2 separate regions of the Mus musculus genome follow, and region 2 is linked to region 1. Evidence: chromatin contacts called from public promoter capture Hi-C data. All regions are on one chromosome and are shown on one strand. The core of a region is the stretch at or near the end of the contact, and the rest is flanking DNA. Distances in the headings are between cores, read along the strand shown. Region 1 holds the start of Tfap2b (transcription factor AP-2 beta). Region 2 has its middle 67 kb from the start of Gm32651.

What was found. Promoter capture Hi-C pulls out the DNA fragments that hold promoters and counts their contacts.
Region 2: a promoter capture Hi-C map of frontonasal cranial neural crest shows a contact between it and region 1, with 7 times the contacts expected there. The contact joins the enhancer-like site here to the promoter of Tfap2b in region 1. A contact is called at or near these places in 7 of 39 promoter capture datasets (the 3T3-L1 cell line, the HPC-7 cell line, HPC-7-derived erythroid cells and 4 more), 4 of 115 datasets of contacts at active chromatin or transcription factors (embryonic limb bud, embryonic midbrain, kidney and 1 more) and 2 of 9 other capture datasets (embryonic stem cells and liver).

What each region holds. Positions count from the first base shown.
Region 1 is chr1:19,207,552-19,210,251 of GRCm38.p6, forward strand. It overlaps Tfap2b (transcription factor AP-2 beta), which reads left to right and starts at 1,363. Exons shown (of 7, transcript NM_009334.3): 1 at 1,363-1,697. The coding sequence starts at 1,617.
Region 2 is chr1:19,671,310-19,674,009 of GRCm38.p6, forward strand. No RefSeq gene overlaps it. Among named protein-coding and RNA genes, the nearest start is that of Gm32651, 67 kb to the left of the region's middle. Within about 2 kb of position 1,407, at least 6 of the 459 cell types and tissues checked have an H3K27ac peak or open chromatin away from gene starts, as enhancers often do. A contact at or near this core is called in neural tube, where this site is marked.

The DNA of each region.
Region 1 (2,700 bases), core at 113-2,612:
GAGTCCTCAGCTTGGCTGTTAGGAACCGCTGTCTTCCTCCTAGTCTATCTGAAGCCTTCTCCTACTCACGGAGCCTCCGACCCTGCCGGAGCTCTAGAATGCACTGGAGTTTAAAGACAATCTCCCTTTACAGATTCACCCTCATCAGGTTTAATAACTTCCACCCCAAATTACCCCAACCCTCCTCATTCCCTCCTGTCATTTATTTTCTGCCCCAGGGGCCAAGATCTTCTTCAGTGCCTCCCTACTGACTCCAGGGAACCCTCCGAGAACCCAGAAAGGGTGGAAAGATGGGGAGGAGAGGGAGCTAGTGAATATAGAATTCCTCATGAAATTAAAAAAAAGAAAATCCTGTGCCTTACAGGGTGCCCACTTGAGGGTAGGTTAGTGGTTAAACTTTGTACTTGTTGTTATTTATGCTTTGAAAATATTTTTTAAAAAACTAAACTTCAAAAAGCACATATTCAAAAGAAAATCTACCCCAATGCAAAATGGCCAAACAATATTTGCTCTTGTACATCTTAAAACATTTCCCACTGTTTCCTTAAACAGTACAAAGCTTAAACCTTCTCAAAGATTTGGGTGTTCTTGTCTCAAGTCTATCAGATTAAAATCACAAATTACAGGCAATAAACCCAAATACAAAATGTTCTATACCCCTGTTAAAGGTCTCAAGATTAACATTGTGTGCTTTGTTGTTTCCAACATGTAAAGGAAGAGAAAAAACTTAATAAAATGGAGACTCCAGGCAAACAGAAAGACACCAAGGAACCACTAAAAATATAGAACAATCCCTAAAGCAACAAGCAATATAGATTGTAGGGTCCACAAGATATTCAAGTTTCCAAATGTGTTAGACACAATGAGCAAAATATCAGAAACCATTGTGGTAAATAGTGGTGTTATTCTTGTTCCACAATGATACTTTTATAAGGTTGCATCAATAGAGAAATATAACTCAAAGTCAAAAATCTAGTGGTGTTTTTTTAATGCTCCCCTAAATATACAAGAATAGGAAAACTGTCTTTAAAATCTCAGTAATGGTTCTCCTAAAAGAAAAAAAAAAAAAACTATGTAGAAAATTTGGGGACTGATGTGCGTGGTTTCTCATTGTCAATTATTAAAACACTTTAGTTAGTGGCTGCATTGATTCGCCATTTTCAAAACAGATTTTTAATGTATCTATTTATATTTCTCGTTTTGAACCACTATATTCCCTTTAAATGCACGGTTAGTCTGTGGATTCTGTGACCCAGAGGTGTTTATGTAACTAATGTGACTATCTGCGTGTAAATTCATGTTTATGATTTTTTATAATATATATGTGTGCATGTGCGTGTGTGTGTGTGTGCGCGCGCGCGCGCGCATGTGTGTGTGTGTGTGTGTGTGTGTGTGTGTGTGTGTGTGTATGCGTGCGCGTTGTATCTAAGTCCTGTGTGCAATAATGTTTTTCTGTCTGCTGAGGCTTACTTCTCCAGCCTATTGTTTGAGACAACAGATATAAGTTGCGATGGGAGAGGAGCGTCGGATTTGGTGTGTATCCCCCATTTCCAATTATAGATGGATCATTACAGACAGCGGAGTCCTGAGAAACCAGACATCTGCTCCTCACATGAATGCACTCACCTCCTAGAGACCAGGCTGCGATCATGCTCTGGAAACTCGTGGAGAATGTCAAGTACGAAGACATCTATGAGGTGAGCGGACACCCCAGATGCATTTTAGAGCTTTGGAGATAGAAAACTGGAGCTTCTTTGACACCCCAGCTGATATATTTTAAGCTATTTACTCGTAGATTTCTGATCGGGTTTCTGAGGTTTCTTTAAGTTTTCTAAGGCTGGCTCTGGGAGACTTTGCTCTCCAGAAAGGGAACTTTTAAGGTTGGAATGTGAGAAGTTTAATTTAGGAGCTATTTTCTTTTCCTTTTTGTTTTTCTTTCTCTCCGGCTCTCTCCTTCCCCTTGTAGACTCTGGTAGGTAACGTGGAGCCAGGAATTCAGGCAAACAGTGAGGGAAAAACAGTCTCTCCTCATTTTGAGTACGGGACAGAATCGGGTTTTTAAGCCTCACGCCGACTGGGACTTTAATTTTTGCTTTTTAAACTTTTAATATTTTTTTTTAAATCGGTAACCAACGTACGCAGGTAGAGGGTAGATATCTAGGGAGAGCGAGGGGAAAGGAGGGATGTATGAACAAATCCAGTACCGTATGGGAGAGAGCGCGGTTTGTTATTTTTGTTTTGTCGTATTTTGATTCTTTGCGGGTCAGTGGTTCCAAGCAGAGATGGCAGCCGCCAGCGTGTGGGCATTTTTAACGAAGCCTGCCCACACTTCGTGCTACCCGCTACCGGTCCCCAGGCAAGCGCATCCCTCCCGTGCTTTTCCCTCCGCCTTGTCGGACGCCACCGAGAGCTTCCGGAGTCCGCGTCGAGCGAGGCTGTCCGGCTGCCCTTCCAGCTGGCGGGCGAGGGGAAGCGGCCCGGCTGGGGACAGATGAGGGATCCCGCGCCACAACCCGGGAGCTGGGGAGCTGAGCTCAAGAGGAAAGGAAAGTAAGGCTCAAGGGGACGTCGAGAGAGGGAAGGCAGACTCCGAAGCTCCAAGATATCTGAGGATCGGGATTAAAAAAAAAAAAAAAAAAAAAAAGCGAAAGGGGTTTAGCGAAGAGGGAAGCAGAGGCGGGGGAAGAAAAGTTGGAAAGC
Region 2 (2,700 bases), core at 157-2,656, 460 kb after region 1:
GAATAGGGAACAAAATACCCATGAAAGGAGTTCCAGAGACAAAGTTTGGAGCTAAGACGAAAGGATGGACCATCCAGAGACTACCCCACCTGGGGACTCATCCCATAATCATCCACCAAACCCAGACACTATTGCATATGCCAGCAAGATTTTGCTGAAGTAACCCTGGTATAGCTGTCTTGTATCAGACTATGCCAGTGCCTGGCAAATACAGAAGTGGATGCTCACAGTCATCTATAAGATGGAACACAGGGCCCTCAATGGAGAAGCTAGAGAAACTACCCAAGAGCTGAAGGGGTCTGCAACGCTATAGGTGGAACAACAATATGAACTAACCAGTACCCTCAGAGCTCGTGTCTCTAGCTGCATATGTAGCAGAAGATGGTCTAGTAGGCCATCATTGGGAAGAGAGGCCCCTTAGTATTGCAAACTTTATATTCCCCAGTTCAGGGGAATGCCAGGGCCAAGAAGTGGAAGTGGTTAGGTAGGGGAGCAGGGCAGGGGGAGGGCATAGGGAACTTTTGGGATAACATTTGAAATGTATATAAAGAAAATATCTAATTAAAAGTAATAAAATAATAAAAAGAAAAATTAAATAAAGTCTTCATTTACATAAATGTAAAAATAAATTTTAACTACTCTAGTGATGTGAGCTAGATGACCTCAAAAAAAAAAATAGGATGAAAATTTGAGATAGTTGTAATTTGTCTAAGCATCAAAAAAAAAAACCTTTCAGTGAACAATATATAATCACCACATCAACAAATTGAAAATGTTTAAAATGTTTTAACAGATACAATAAAATCATAATTTCATCCTGTTTCAGTTTCAATAATAATGAAGCATTATTCCAATGAATCTTTATAACAATCAGCTTGTATTTCAAAGACTTAGAACAAAGAGCAATAAGCAAGACTTTGATGGAAATGTTTATGTTAATATACTTTACCAAAAATATGTGAAACTGCTAATACAGTTCCTTAAAGGTCTTCTTAATGAAAAATGCTAAGGTTTTAAAACATAAAACAATAAAATCAAAGCTTTAGAAAATGAGGTCTAAAATTGGGCACATCTGCTATTATCTTTTGACTAAGTTTTTAGCTTGCAACCCAGTGTTCTTGGTTTAGTTTAGGATATGGTTGGAGAATGGTTTAACTATATCTTTGGGTCAATATTTCTCACCTGAGAATGCAAATCATAACCTATGTTTTGCAGGGTTGTTCTAAAGATCTGGTGTTTAAGTCAGTGCACATTAGCACTCGACAAGGTAATAGCTGTAACTAACAGAGATAGTTTTCTCAGATGCGTGGGCATTCCTTTCTGCTGTGGCTCAATTTCTTGGCCTAGGTGCTGAAAGTCAGTGGCATTTACATCAGGACAGGCAAAAGCCCTTAGCCAAGGGAATTGCTGTAACAAAGACATTCCTCTTTTCAATTCTGAGTCCAGATAGCAGCCCCTGGATGGGCAGACTTAAGTTAAGGGAGGCAGACAAAAGACATCAGAGGACAAGTACATCTCAGGCTCCTTACCCTTTCTCTCTCTCTCTCTCATTCTCTCTCTCTCTCTCTCTCTCTCTCTCTCTCTCTCTCTCTCTCTCTCTGTTCCTCCCTCCCTCCCTCTTTCTCTCTCACTGCCTGAAGCTCCCCACTGAAGACAAGTGCCCTGTGGTAGCTAGACCATCACTCAGCCACCGCCATAATTAGTCACCTAGAGCCGATTGCAGATTCTCTGCTCCTAGATTCAGGGGATATGTAAGTGAGCGAGCCTGGAGGCAATTAGCAGGAGACCAGAAAAAAAAAATCAGAAAAGCTGAAACCAAGCAGAAATGGGAGGCTGAACCTGATACATTTGAAAGACATAAATACTTGTCTCTTGCCTCCTTTTTTTCTCAACACTCAGGAGTAAGTGTGCAGTGAAAAGTATTGGCTTTCACTTAACTAGTCGGTGCTGTGGGCTGAAGTTCCAAAGCACTATTAAAAAAAATCGTTATCGTTGAAAATCTGGTATTAAAAACAAGAAAATCTAAAATTAAATAATCCAGTTAAAGCTGTCTTACACCTTTTTTTTTTTTGATTTTGTCATTTGAATTACTCTTTGGTTTCTCAAATATAATGATAAGTAATAAGATTTAAAAAGGATGGTGACAATATAGTAAGTGTTTTATTTTAATTAAATGCAAGATTTTAATGTGTAATTTCCATATCAAAATTTCCCCATAACTAATGTTGCTCCTCAAGGGTCTCCTTTTTATAGAAGGAGTTATAAATGCAATGGCAGGTATGTTGGTCATTTCACATGGAGAGTAGATGAGTGTGCACATATGCACAAAGCACACACACACACATTCCTCCGCACATGCAGCCCATCACTCACTCACACACACTGAAAACATTACAATGCTGCTTTTTGAAGAAGTATTAGTCTCGGGGGTGAGGGGGGGAAGAAGAGAAAAAAATAGCATAACGCAGGTTTGCCCTCCATGGCTCTGATTAGAGTCCTAATGCTATGTTACCTTAAACCGTGCCAATTTCATTTCTACAGTGAAATATGCTTTAGAGGACAGGAAGAAAGCTGATTAGTTAATCAAAGGGAGAGAGAAAGCCAAAATAATCCACTGTCTCTCATGAAGGAGCAGAGGAGGGGGGCTGAAACCCCTCCGAGAGCAGTATAGTAACGATGCTTCTTTATTTTAAGTAACAA